Regions from separate parts of the Mus musculus genome. Here regions 1 and 2 are each linked to region 3. Evidence: chromatin contacts called from public HiChIP or PLAC-seq and capture Hi-C data. All regions are on one chromosome and are shown on one strand. The core of a region is the stretch at or near the end of the contact, and the rest is flanking DNA. Distances in the headings are between cores, read along the strand shown.

The links. HiChIP or PLAC-seq counts read pairs in DNA pulled down with a chosen protein or histone mark. Capture Hi-C pulls out chosen DNA fragments and counts their contacts.
Region 1: a FOXA1 HiChIP or PLAC-seq map of pancreatic cancer cells shows a contact between it and region 3. The contact joins the promoter of Ddx19b here to the promoter of Fa2h in region 3. A contact is called at or near these places in 2 of 39 promoter capture datasets (both in liver), 1 of 115 datasets of contacts at active chromatin or transcription factors (pancreatic cancer cells) and 2 of 9 other capture datasets (adipose tissue and pancreatic islet).
Region 2: a contact with region 3 is called in a capture Hi-C map of macrophages, with 7 times the contacts expected there. The contact joins the promoter of Tmem170 here to the promoter of Fa2h in region 3. A contact is called at or near these places in 2 of 39 promoter capture datasets (the C10 cell line and liver) and 1 of 9 other capture datasets (macrophages).

What each region holds. Positions count from the first base shown.
Region 1 is chr8:111,024,634-111,029,267 of GRCm38.p6, reverse strand. It overlaps Ddx19b (DEAD box helicase 19b), which reads left to right and starts at 1,498. Exons shown (of 12, transcript NM_172284.5): 1 at 1,498-1,670. The coding sequence starts at 1,614. It also overlaps a transcript of Aars not described here.
Region 2 is chr8:111,873,756-111,878,353 of GRCm38.p6, reverse strand. It overlaps Tmem170 (transmembrane protein 170), which reads left to right and starts at 1,679. Exons shown (of 3, transcript NM_025781.2): 1 at 1,679-1,851. The coding sequence starts at 1,719.
Region 3 is chr8:111,391,582-111,396,151 of GRCm38.p6, reverse strand. It overlaps Fa2h (fatty acid 2-hydroxylase), which reads left to right and starts at 2,331. Exons shown (of 7, transcript NM_178086.3): 1 at 2,331-2,669. The coding sequence starts at 2,400.

The DNA of each region.
Region 1 (4,634 bases), core at 249-2,748, 370 kb after region 3:
GGTTTGTTTTTGTGGATCAAGTGGAACCTATTCTACTGTATTGCATCTTGTGTAACTTAATGTTTCACTTCAATAAAATCTATTTGAAATTTTATTTATAATCTTCTATAGTCCTGAAAAATACAAAATAACTTAATTGTTTTTTAGCTGCTTTTCCTTGGGGTTTCTTCTAACTTGAAATATGATCATGGCCTCCTAGCTGGCTCCTGCCTCCACCCCACCCTTACCTATCCAACATTTCTTGAGGTTAATTTATTATCATGGGGTATTAGTAAAATGTTTTTATAGTTCCAGGAAGATGCTCAGTTTCTTTCTATGGAATACACAGGATAAAGACCTATTTAATCCTGGTTAGGGGGAAGCAGGTAGTTCCTTCTGCCTTTATTTTACTATTCTAAAACTAGAGCTATTTCCTTTTTAAAATTTCCAAAATTAGGCAGGGCGTGGTGGCACACACCTTTAATCCCAGCACTTGGGAGGCAGAGGCAGGTGGATTTCTGAGTTCGAGGCCAGTCTGGTCTACAAAGTGAGTTCCAGGACAGCCAAGGCTATACAGAGAAACCCTGTCTCAAAAAACCAAAAAAAAAAAAGTTCGGAAAAAAAATTCCCAAAATGAAGGCTGTGAAGGCTGGAGAGATGGAGCAGAGATTAAGAGCATTTGTTGCTCTTGCATAGTACCTGGGTTCCATTCCAGGTAGCCACATTGTAACCATCTGTAACTCCACTTCCAGGGTATCCAACACTTTCTTCTGACTAGGTACCAAGCACACATGTGGTGCACATAGACATGCAAGCAAAGCACTCATACACATAAAATTAAATGACTAAATCTTTAAAGTATTCATCCAAAAGTAATTAAATAAAATGCCAACGACACAACCTTTACATAGGAGAGGAGAGATGGCCATCTGAAGAAAGCATAGATAACGCCAGAGGTCATGTATTTTGTTATTAAACTGCTTTTACCATTTCCTTCAGGAACTGAATTGATTTGATTGAGCAAACCGCTTGCTCTTTCTGGTCTCTGATACTCTACCAAGAATTTTCCTTGGCATCTTCCTTTGGTGTTCAAAACTCAATTTGGGGCATATCATTGAGCACCTGTTTGTTTCACGGGACTGATTGTCAATGCTTAGACATCTTATTAAATTGAAAAGAACAGATACTATTTTGACCTTAGCTAAGAGTCTGGTAAGGCACGTTTACACAGAGGCATTTTAAATATCCTGAAAAGGTAAAACACTTGCTTATGTATTCTGGCTGTAATAGTTATACCAGGGCCATCTATGCCACCATGCTGATTGAAAATGTGACTTTCCGCCTTCGGTCCAAGAGCATTTAATGCTGGCTACCTCAGTTGGGTTGTAGGACGATCTGCAGCGAAGGGTGATGGGTGGGAACCCGAAGAGGACAGTAGTGGCGCTGGATCCCCGGACCTTAGGGGCGCGGAGCTGACGCTGACTCTGACGACACCGTGGCGCGCCGTTTCCGGTCTGAGCTTTAGTGAATGATTTCCCTCGGGGCGGTGCTGGACTTCTCTGCCACCCACCTGAGTCCGCGGTCGCACCGCCCAAGCGGGCAAGCCTGCCAGCGCTGCCCCGGCACCGCGGGCCATGGCTACGGATTCTTGGGCCCTAGCAGTAGACGAACAGGAAGCCGCAGCTGAGTCTGTGAGTTGTCACCAACCGCTGGAGGACCAGGGGCCAGTGCCAGTCAGGATATCTGCCCCTTAGAAGGACAGATCTTAGGTTGCTTGGAACTGGGTGGAGGACCCTGGCGGCATGGGCCCCGAAACCAGAGCTGGCTTTGATTACCCAAGCCCTTCCACCTTGTGTAAACTCAAGTTGGATGCTTGGTTGCCCATAGTGCTCAGCCACCTGCCTGTCTTCCTGGAATCAGGGCTGATATTCGATTGCACTCACAAACTCGGATGGTAATCTGTAGCTTGGGCTTTGAGTTTCCTGGGCTCAGGGAGGTTGTCTTACTCATATTTATTTGTATGACTCCTCCAACTTGGTTACCTCTAGCTTGGTTATTGGTAGTGAATGACTGGTGGGGCCTATCAGTAAATCTTTTGGTTGGCTTAACTGGTTTTCTGAACCTGATACATAGTAGCAAGATTAGAGTTAAATATGGAATTATATATGTCTTGAATTTTCCAAGAATTAGGACCTTGTTCTTTTTTTTTTTTTTAACTTTGAAAAAATAAAGGTTTGAACCTGTCACTGTGATGTGGCACCTCTCATCCTATCTCTTTTTTTTTTAATATTTATTTATTTATTATATGTAAGTACACTGTAGCTGTCTTCAGACACACCAGAAGAGGGAGTCAGATCTTGTTACGGATGGTTGTGAGCCACCATGTGGTTGCTGGGATTTGAACTCTGGACCTTCGGAAGAGCAGTCAGGTGCTCTTACCCACTGAGCCATCTCACCAGCCCTCATCCTATCTCTTGGAGACTTAAGACAGGAGGGCTGACTCAAGTAAGAGGCCAACCTGGGCTGCATAGTGATCTTGCTGGAAAAAAAATATATGTATATATATATATATGTATATATATATACACACACACATATACATACACACACACATATATATCAAATACAATAAAGAATTAACTATCCATTTTGGCTCAAAGCCTTTATTATATATAGGGTTTTAAAAAAAGATTTATTTTATGTATATAAGTACACTGTGGCTGTACAGATGGTTGTGAGCCTTCATGTGGTTGTTGGGAATTGTTGGCCCCGCTCATTCAGGCCCAAAGATTTATTTTTTATTATACATAAGTACCGCTGTAGCTGTCTTTAGAAGCACCAGAAGAGGGTGTCAGATCTCATTACAGGTGATTGTGAGCCACCATGTGGTTACTGGGATTTGAACTCTGGACAGAAGAGCAGTCAGTGCTCTTACCCGCTGAGCCATCTCGCCCACTCTTTGTATATAGTTTAAAGAGAAATAATATTTTTGGCTTTGTGCATTGAGGGAATTATTTATTTATTTTTGTTTTTGGAGACAGGGTTTCTCTGTGTAGCCCTGGCAGTCCTGGAACTCACTCTGTAGACCAGGCTAGCCTCGAACTCAGAAATTTGCCTGCCTCTGCCTCCCAAGTGCTGGGATTAAAGGTGTGTGCCACCATGCCCAGCATAAAAACTGTTTATGTCATAACCTTTAGTCTCATTCAAACTGATGGGCCATTCCAAGGTTAGAGCCCATTTTCTGAGGGGAAGGGGAAACAGCAGATTTGCTTTCAATCTCATTCAGAGGGATTCTTTCTTTCTTGTGTTAAATATAGTCTCGTTTTCCTTTCCTTCCTTTCTCTAGACACAAGGTCTCATGTAGCCCAAGCTACATGGCCCACACCTGTACCTCCCTGCACTGGGACTGAAGGTGTGTGCTACCACACCTGGCTCAGTACTTAGTAGCACTGTCTGTCTATCTGTATCTCTCTCTCTCTCTCTCTCTCTCTCTTAATCATTTTATTCGTTTGCATTTCCCTTCACAAATCTCCCATCCCATTCTGTCTTCCCTGCTCTCCTTTGCCTCTATGAGGGTGTTCCTCCACCCATGCACCCACTCCTGCCCAAGGGGCTCCCCTTCCATTGATGTCAGATAAGGCATCCTCTGCTACATATGTATCTGGAGTCTGGTTTGGTCTCTGGGAGCTCTGGGTGGTCTCGTTAGTCGATACTGTTCTTCCTATGGGGTTGCAATCCCCTTCAGTCCTTCCCCAGTGGCTCTCTCTTTGGTTTTTGGAGACAGGGTTTCTCTGTGTAGCCCTGGCTGTCCTGGAACTCACTCTGTAGACCAGGCTAGCGTCAAACTCAGAAATCTGCCTGCCTCTGCCTCCCAAGTGCTGGGATTAAAGGCGTGCGCCATCATGCCCAGCAGTGGCTCTCTTTTTGTTTTTTTTTTCCATTTTTTATTAGGTATTTCTGTGGCTCTCTTTTTAAGATGAGTACTACCATTAGACCATGTTCCTGGTAGGATACTGGGAGTGCTTTAGCAATGGCCCCAGTGTGTGGATAGCTGCTATCCCGCACAGTGTACTGGAGGCTTTGCACTTACTGCCAGTTAACGTTCTTGATCCCAGAATGAATGGAGTCTTTTTACATGTTTGTGATATCCTTTCTGCTAATCCCTCTGCTAGTTTCCTTTGTCTACTCTCTCCCATATGTTTCCTTTTGTTGCTCGGGAACACTAAAGCAGACAGACTATTGGTTTTATTTTAGTTTCCATGAAGACAAATGAGGTTCCTCCATCTGCAGCTAGCCACCCATTTAACAACTTTTTTCTTTCCTGCTTCCTAACCTTATTCCCCTTGTCTTTGTTTTTGGATTTAGTGACTGAGATATAGAGAACCTGTCTGTGGTTTAAGAACTAACCATCTCTTGTAATGATTTTGTATTCTTTTCTCCCTTTCCCAGATGCTAGTTGAGTCTTCACTTAGTATTTGATGATCAGTCTAACTGCTTTGTGCTAGATGCAGAGATGAAGTAGTCCCTGACATTAAGGTGGTTACATTCTCATGGGCAGGCATAAGTTATACCAGTATATATCTAAATTTATACTGTTAGACAAAATCCTGGTAATTCTTGCCTTGAAACATTTCTCTGATCTGTTTCCTCTTTTT
Region 2 (4,598 bases), core at 430-2,929, 480 kb before region 3:
GTGGCTTACAGGAAGTGGTCCAGCTAATCCAGCAATGGCTGTCTACTAATGGAAGGCCCAGAGTCCAGGAGTTGTTCAGTCCATGGGGCTGGATGACCCCGCTGGTCTTTCAGTATACACTGGAATCTCTAAATAGGTTCTAATGCCAGTGTCTTAGTTTGGGTTTTACTACTGTGAGGAGACACCATGACCGAAGCAACTCTTATAAAGGCAAACATTTCATTGGGGCTGGCTTACAGTTTCAGAGGTTCAGTCCATTATCATCATGACAGGAAGCAGGGCAGCAGGCATGCTGGAGAGGGAGCTGAGAGAATCTCAGCAGGAGAAACTGTCTCCTCCGCACTGGGGTGGAGCTTAAACACTAGGAGACCTCAATGCCTGCCTACCCAGTGGCACACTTCCTCTAGCAAGGCCACACCTCCTAATACGTGCCACACTTCGCATGGGCTAAGCATATTCAAACCGGTAGATGGCGTGGTTCAGATCAAAGGTGGATTTTCCACCTCAAAGATCCAGATTATAGGTATTGCTACTTTAAATCCCTCACAGGTTTCGCCAGCCATTGCGGTTTTAGTTCATTCCAGGCGTCGTCAAGTTTACAACCAGGGAGAGCCATGGCCATATGTGTGTGGGAACCTGTGCAGGTCAAAGGACAACTTGCAGTTATGGGTTCTCTTTTACCACGTGGGCTCCTGAGATGGAACTCAGGTCACAGCTCCTAAAAGTTTCAACTTCTGTGACTTAGAGAATTTCTGGTCCTTTTTTTCTTTTTGGTTTTTCGAGACAGGGTTTCTCTGTATAGCCCTGGCTGTCCTGGAACTCACTTTGTAGACCAGGCTGGCTTCGAACTCAGAAATCCGCCTGCCTCTGTTTTGGTCCATTTAAAAAGTCTTATTTTTGCTTGTTGGTTGTTCGGAAGTTGAACCTACAGTCTTTTGTTTTGTCTTGTATTTGCTTTGGTTTTGGTTTTGACAGAGTTTCTCTATGTAGCTCTGGCTGTCCTGGAGCTTATTCAGTAGAGCAGGCTGGCCTCGAACTCAGAAAGCTGCCTGCCTCTACCTCTTGAGTGCTGAGTTTAAAGGCACGTATCACCACCGCCCAGCGAACCTATAGACTTTGACAGGCTAAGCAACTGGGGTTGGAATCTAGGGATGTGCAGCTAGGCTGGTTCTCTGTCAATACATATTCAGTCCTACAGAGAAATTTGAGTAGGCTAGTGGTCACTTAATTTTTATTTTTGGTGATGTATCCTTGTATACTATTTTAAAATGTATGTGAGTCTATGTGTATGTGAAGGTAAAAAGACAACCATGGGAGTTGGTTCTCACCTTTCACCATATGAGTCCTAGGGATGGAAGGCAAATCCTTCATGCTTGGAGGCAAACACCTCGCCTCTACCCGCTGAGCAATCTCACCGGACTTGTCCTACTTAAAGGTGGCACTAAAGAGGGCAGAGCCCAACACACCCAGATGGAGCAGAAGAAACTTGCCACTAGGGGCGCAGCATGCCGTGGGTTTCTCTAATCGAACGCAGCGCCAGGGGGCGGGAACAACCGTTACCCCGCCCCCTCCATCTGCGGCGCCCTGTGATTGGAAGGAGAAACGATTACTCTAGCAGCGCCGTTGGAGTGGGCGGGAGAAGAGGGCCGGCCAAAGGTGACGCCGTGGCTGCGGAGGTGCGGTACTCCGCGGCGCGGCGGGCGGTGGATGGCGGCGGGATGGAGCGCGAGGGGAGCGGCGGTGGCGGCGGCTCAGCCGGGCTCCTGCAGCAGATCCTCAGCCTGAAGCTCGTGCCGCGGGTGGGCAACGGGACCCTGTGCCCCAACTCCACTTCGCTCTGCTCCTTCCCAGGTACGCCCCGCCCCGCGCCTGCGCACTGCGCACCTGTCGCCTGCCTCCCAGGGCGAGGCCGAGGCAGCCCTGGAATCGCACTTGGGGCGACGGCTGTCCAGTCCTAGTGACTGCTAGTATCCTTCCTCTGAGAGCCTGTGTGCTGACGCTGTCCTCTGACTCTGTCCTACACCCACTTTCCCACCAGCCTGCTCAGACCTGTTGCGGATTCCCCCACCCGCACCTAGAAGAACTTAAGACAGAACTTCTAAATTGCTCTTAGCTCTTACCCGGGCTTCGCCGCCTTCTGCCAGGAGGGCTTTTAAAGTTACATTTACATTGTAGAACTGCTACAATTCAGAAAGTTGTGGAGAAGAGAATGATCCCCTGAGGTTATTAATAAAGGCCCTCAGGGGAGGGCATGATTGCTTTGGGTTTTTGAAGGCAAGACGACAGAGGCGGGGGTGGGGTGGGGTGTGGGGGGGTAGGGGTATTAGGACACTGCCGCAAAGAGAAACTAACCCAGTGACGTTGTAAAAGAGGATGACGGGTGGGATTGCTGACTGCAACCTTCGACCAGACACCTGTGAGTCTCATCTACTGGGCAGCGACTGCCAGGCGCCTCTCGGTGGACACCTGGGACCTGCCTGTGTAGTAGCTGACAAGGTGGCTGCCTTTTTGTTTTGTGGCAGCTGAAGATGTTAGCTTGTGATCCTGCCCACAAGAAAAGAGTCTGGGAGTTCAGATTGTTTCCAGAAGTACTAGTGTCCCACCTGACAGTGATTACAAATAAATACATATATAAATAAACAAACAAATCTGAAAGTGATTACAAATAAGTAAACACACAGACACACAGCATTCTGGCGACCTTCTCCAAAAGATGAAGGGTTCTTTCTTTCCTAGGATTCAGTGAGTCTGTTCTAACTCATTTTCTTACTTCTCTCCCAACTATTAAGGAGATTTCCAAACCTGAGAAGGCGAAACAGAGAATAACAAGTACCCATATGCTTAGTTCGGGTGGTAAAAGTCACATGTCTACTTAAAAGCTGAGGCTCATTAGGCACTTGTGAGACCATCATAGGTGGGGTTAGGTAGGCCTAGATGGTAGGCTAGATTATGGGGCCACAGTTGTATATTTGGCTGGTGTTGATGGATGTCTCATGCAAAGCAGGACTATTCTGGTTTTACAGCCTTGGTCACATCAATGTGCATGTGTGTACACATCACAATTTAACTTCCTGCACTGCGGAAGACGAGACATTAGGATTCTTGAGCTCAAAACTTCTGAACCAGGGATGTGTGTCCTGTCACTGTCACGGTGCCCCCAAGTCAGATCACTTCTAAAATCCATAACACGGATAAAGGGATGTTATTTAAATAGGCCTTATTTAAATTTTTCTCTAGTCAACCAAATAGCTTTTTTCTTAAAAACAAAAAATTGCCGGGCATCGTGGCGCTCGCCTTTAATCCCAGCACTCAGGAGGCAGAGGCAGGCAGATCTCTGAGTTCGAGGCCAGCCTGGTCTCCAAAGTGAGTGCCAGGACAGCCAGAGCTACACAGAGAAACCTTGTCTCAAAAAAAGAAAAAAGAAAAAAAATTTTAAATATATGCATGTGTTTGGGTGTGTGGATGTGAGTACAGGTGCCCACCCAGGCCAGAGGCCGGGAGTTACAGGTGGCTGGGCTATCTGACCTGGTTGCTGGAAATAGAACTCAGGTCCTCTGAAAGAGCAGCAACCACTCTATCTCTGAACTGTTTCTTCTTTGTGATTCTTTTTTTTTTTTTTCATTTTGTTTCTGTTTTTATTTGGTGAGAGAAAGAGTTGTTTTACCAAGAAGGAAAAAAGGCAGATGGCCTGTGAGCTGAGAAAAGGGAGCCGGTCAGAAGCCTTACTGAAGTCCAGATGCTAATCAAGAGTCAGACATGAGCCATAATGCGTCAGCGCTCAGGGCTCACTGGGAACTGAACTCAGATCCTCTGGAAGAGCAGCAGCCGCTCCCAACTGCTGAGCCATCTCTCCAGACTCTCCTGAAAATGCTAATCCGCATGATGTATTTGGGTTTTATTCCTGCTATGGCTGTGACAAGGGTACCATTTACCAGGACTCATTCCTTCATCGGGTCACCCTTCTAGCCGATGTGGGCTCCTGACTGGAGGTATAAACCTGGGTAGGATCACAACAAGCTAAACACTAGGCTAATGCAGAACAGATAGCCCTTGACCTCAAGTTGACCAGAGTGCATCATGAGCACGCCCCATCCCCGCAGTGTCTCATCTTCATTTGGAATTCTGGTTATAATGCGTACTTAAAGGTTTCCCCCTAGTTAGAGACACTAAGGCCCTCTTACTAGGAATCTATTCAGAGTCCTGAGCCTGATTCCCTTTCTACTTTGGTCACACAGGAAAAGTTAACTTGTACTTTATGCTAACTCATGGCAGATCATTGCCCTAAAATATTCTGTGGTTTCTCTACACTAAAAAGCTTTGAATTGATTTTTTTTTTTAAATCCACTTTTGTAATTTGGACATCTAGAGTTCTGCCAGAGTCTCCTTCTGACTTGCTCTGATCTCTTTTGCTGTTTCTTTGTGTTTGTTTGTTTGAGACAAGGCCTCATTGTGTAGCCGAGGTGGCCAGAGAACCTGAGCCTTCCAGGCGTTGGTGCTGAGATTCCAGGCCTGCACCACCGAGACTGGCTTTTAGTTGTCATTTGTAATAATCAGGAATGACATTTGTTCTCTGAACATAGGGTTTCACTAAATTAATG
Region 3 (4,570 bases), core at 1,082-3,581:
GATGGCTACATGTTCCTTAGCACATCTAAAGTCACAGTAGAACTTTTACCTATGCCTGGAGGGTGAGACCAGCTAGTCAGACTTCCCGTCCTACTGTTGTAGTGGCCCCGAGGCTTCTGAGACAGGCTTACCACACAGTGCTAGCTAGCCCTGTTGTCTGGACAACAAGCACAAGCAACCTGGGAAAAGCTTTTCGGCAGGGGTTGGGGGCAGGACAAAAGTCATCTGGATGGGGCAGCCTCAGAACTGGCAGTTTGATCACTAATCAGGATCCATGGCTGAGCAATGAAAGCTGTATGTGGGTTTCCTTGTTATTAACAAGGTTCTGATGACACACTCAGTCTACAGGCTTTGCCTCTAAGGCCCCTACTTTTCCTTGTAGAAAGGAGGCACGATTCCCTGTCCTCCCTCCAGGATTCTGTCCCAGGCGTCATGATGTAAGACAAAATTGAGGCACCAAAATTTAAGAGCCTACGAAAAAATTCAAGATAACTTTGAATCTCAAATCAAATGCTTTAAAGTTTTTTTTTTAATTATGTGTGTTCCTAGATGAGGTGATGCACACCTTTGATCCTGGTACATAGGAGGAAGAGGCAGGCAAATCTATATGAATTTAAGGCTAGTCTGGTCTATAAAGTGAGTTCTATAGATACAGTGAGATCCTGTCTCAGAGAGAGAAAGAGAGAGAGAGAGAGAGAGAGAGAGAGAGAGAGAGAGAGAGAGAGAGAATGTGTGTTCCTGTGCAGACCAGGGAGGGTACAATTCTTTGGAGCTGGAGTTAGTTATAGGTGATTGTGAGCTGCCTGCTGGGAGCTGAACCCTAGTGCTCAGGAAGAGCAGTGAAGGGTCTTAGCAATTCTCTCTCTAGACCCACCATAAATAATTTTTCCTTCTTGGAAATATTACAAGTTTTATTCTCCATTCACTGGATTGTGGCTCATCCAGAAATCAAGAATACAATGATCAGTCAGAATAAAAGATCTCACAAAAGAGATGACGTGTGCACACACCCATCAGTTGCCAGGCAGGCCAGCAGTTCACCTCTACCTCTGAAGGGCTCCAAAGCCACTGCCCTTCCCTAACAAGAGAAAAGAGGAGGAGGCTGGGGGTGAGGGCACTGAATCAGCCATGTCTTTATTACAAGATTGTGAGGTGACAGATTTGCTGATAGGTGGACAGATATACAGTAAATTCATAAGTCAATAAAGTAAATAGAAATTCCCAGGATAAACACTTCACTAGTCTTCCACAACTCAGAACTAATGCAAAAGGTCCACAATGAACCCAATAGAAAATGCTTAAATAAAAACACAATCCAGCTATGCGGCTTCCCAAAGCTGTCTTACTAATAATGGCTTTTATTTCCATACAATATAATTTATAAAAACATCTGGAAGGCTGGCCCGGTGGTTAAGAGCACTGGCTGCTCTTTCAGAGGACCAGGGCTGCCAGCATATACACAACTCCTCACAAACTTCCCACAAATCTCCAGTTCCAGAGGATTGACACTCTCTTCTGACCGCCAGAGGGATGGCATGCGCATATGCATACACACACTCATACACAAAGTAAAATAAATCCTTTTTTAAAGTCGTCTGTTCACTCACCCAATGCACCCAGTGAAATATGTTTTGGGATTTTTTTGTTTCATTTTTATTTAAAATTGTAATAAAATGTGTACAATATACGTTTCAGAAATAAATATTCAGCATTTAGATGCGCATTCACACGGTGGGACGACGTAAGTTTTTAAACATTAAATATAACTATATATAATATTTAATTATATAATATATAATATTTAATTATTTAAATATATAATAGATACTATATAATAATTATATATAATTATATGTGATTAAATATTAAATATAATTAATTTCCAAATATTAAATATATTGTGGCTGAGTTTATATATTTCATACCCCCCAACCCCTGGGACTAGACCAGACCTCCGCCCTAGTGACTCTTGTCCTTGGCACCTCTTGAAACTGCCGAATTGAATACAGTAAGTTTCCCCCTTGAAGATGCGGTTCCTTGAAGATGTAGAAGTTGCGTGCCCGCCGAGGAGGTGGTCCTGACAGTCACCTTCAATGCGCTGGCATCCACCAGCAGCCGGGCACACCTGGTGGGCACGCCCTCTACCTGCCCAGGGCTACCTGGCGGGCCGCGCTCAGCGTCTTGCTCTCGGGGCTCGGGTCCCTGCGGGCCAATGGGGAGGCGGCTCCGGGCAGCAGCCGCGTCCCACCGAGTGGCCAATGGGAGCAGGGCATGCAAATGAGCAGGTGCGGTGGCGGCCGGCCCGTTGCGGCTGCCCCGGCTCCCGAGATGTTAGAGGCGCGCTGGGCAGCCGCGGAGCAGACTGCCGGGCTCCGAGATCCGAGCTCCGCTCTCCCGCCATGGCCCCCGCTCCGCCCCCCGCCGCCTCTTTCACGCCCGCCGAGGTCCAGCGGCGCCTGGCGGCCGGTGCCTGCTGGGTCCGCCGCGGGGCCAGCCTCTACGACCTCACCAGCTTCGTGCGGCATCATCCGGGGGGCGAGCAGCTGCTGCTGGCGCGGGCTGGCCAGGACATCAGTGCCGACCTGGATGGGCCACCTCACAGACACTCCGACAACGCCCGCCGCTGGCTGGAGCAGTACTATGTGGGCGAACTGCGAGCGGACCCGCAGGTACCAGGCGGCCCGGGGCACTCCCCGCTCCCTGCCTCACACCCCTCCCCCAGTCCGCCACTTTAGAGAGCTCAGATCACCTGCCCTCTAGGAGAACGCAAGGTGACAGCCTCCACCCTCACTTCCCTCCGTTTTCCCAGTTTCTCTCCAGGTAACCGGTCACTGACACCCCCTCTCCCATCCCCCTATTTCCCGTTCCTATCACCAGGAGCTTGGTGTTCCCGCTACCCCCCTGACCCGGCTGCATCCTCCTTCCAACATGTCCCTTCTGCAGCCCCCCTACCGCCTGACAACTTCGACTCCTGTTTCTGCCTCCAGCCACTACCTCCCACCCCACCCCCTTTCTCTCTTCTCTTCCTTTTCCTTTATCAGCCTTTCTGGTTTCCTTTCTTGTTTCAGTAGTGGGTCCCTAGGCTCACCTGGCCTCAGTTTCTCCATCCCACCACTCTCTTGGTTCAAGGAGACACAAATCCAAAACTCTGCTCTGCCCCCTTCAGGGGCTCCTGTGGGTGAGTGAGTGAGGGGCCCGAACAGCGTTTTATTGATTCTATCCTCCAGCCCCCGGTTTTATTTCCGTCCTAAACAGTGTTGTGGGTTTGAAAGAGTGAAATAAAATACACGAACCAGCTTGCTAAGGAGAAGTCGATATTTCTAACCCAGACTATGCTAAACTCTCGGTACTGCTGTGTGGTACAGACTCATCTTGGATTTTTACCTTCAACCCATCCTGGGTGTTATTCTCATTTCAGGATGTGGAAACAAGGGTTCAGTGAAGTTCTATAAATGTCTGAGGTCAAACAACTAGGTAGTACAAAAATCAAGTGTTTCTTATTCAAGAATCAAAGTCGTCTCCATCTGGAGGGTTGGGAGACAGAGCTCTTGGTAGACTCAGGTGGAGCCAAGCTAACTCCTTATTCTCAAGCCTGATAGCAGGACTGGTGACAGCAAGGCCATCGTGATTAGGTTAAAGCAACGGTTGGTCCTTGTTGCTCGCGATCTTTCAAGTGCTTTTAGATCTTTAGATGAAAGGACATGCTGTCCACTGTTCCAAGAGACACCTCTTATCCATCTTGCCTAATTCTTATCTCTTAGTCACTTACTTGGTTCTTAAACGGATTGACGACACTGTGCTGGGCACCAACAGCCATTGAACAGAAATGGTTACCATTTTCATGGAGTGAACAAGTTCATAAGGAACCTTACTATGGACTCGGTCATTGTTTAATTACATTTATTAATATTTATAATATTTGCATACTGGGTCTGGAGCAGGTTCAGTAAGAGCTACCTTGAAGAAAGTGACATTTTCACCAAGAGCTAATTGAAGACAGAGCTTAGCCAAAAGTGGTAAGAAGAACATTCCAGACAGAGGAATAGCATGTATTAAAAAACAAACAAACAAACAAACAAACAAACTGTGGCACAGTCAAGAGACAGCAATGGAACCAAGGTGACCAAGGGCTGGCAGGTCAAGGGAAGAAAGAGGTGGGAGCTAGAAGTTATTGGGGCTTGATCAAAGGGCCTCAAAGGCTGTGGTTGGGGGTTTGGGGGCTTGACTTGCAAGGCTAAAGGACTTAAGCTGAAGAGTGGTGCGGAAAGATTTGCATCTTCGGAAGAGTAGCCTTGCTCCAGTGACAAGGAGCGGAGGGAACTCCAGTGGATGTAAGGAGTTCCAGAGAAAAGGCATAGTTTAACCACCATGACCAGAAGGGAAAGGAGATTTCATAATAGAAGATTTGACAGATTTCATAAACTGTCCAGACTTGGCATTCGACAGCGGGGAACCCAGAACAGTATAGGGAGCTGGTGTTTGGTGTCAGGTCTTGCTGACAGAACAGAAGCTTTGCTGTGAGAAAAATTGCTACAGAGATCAGTGAGCAGTTAGGATCAGAACACTGGAG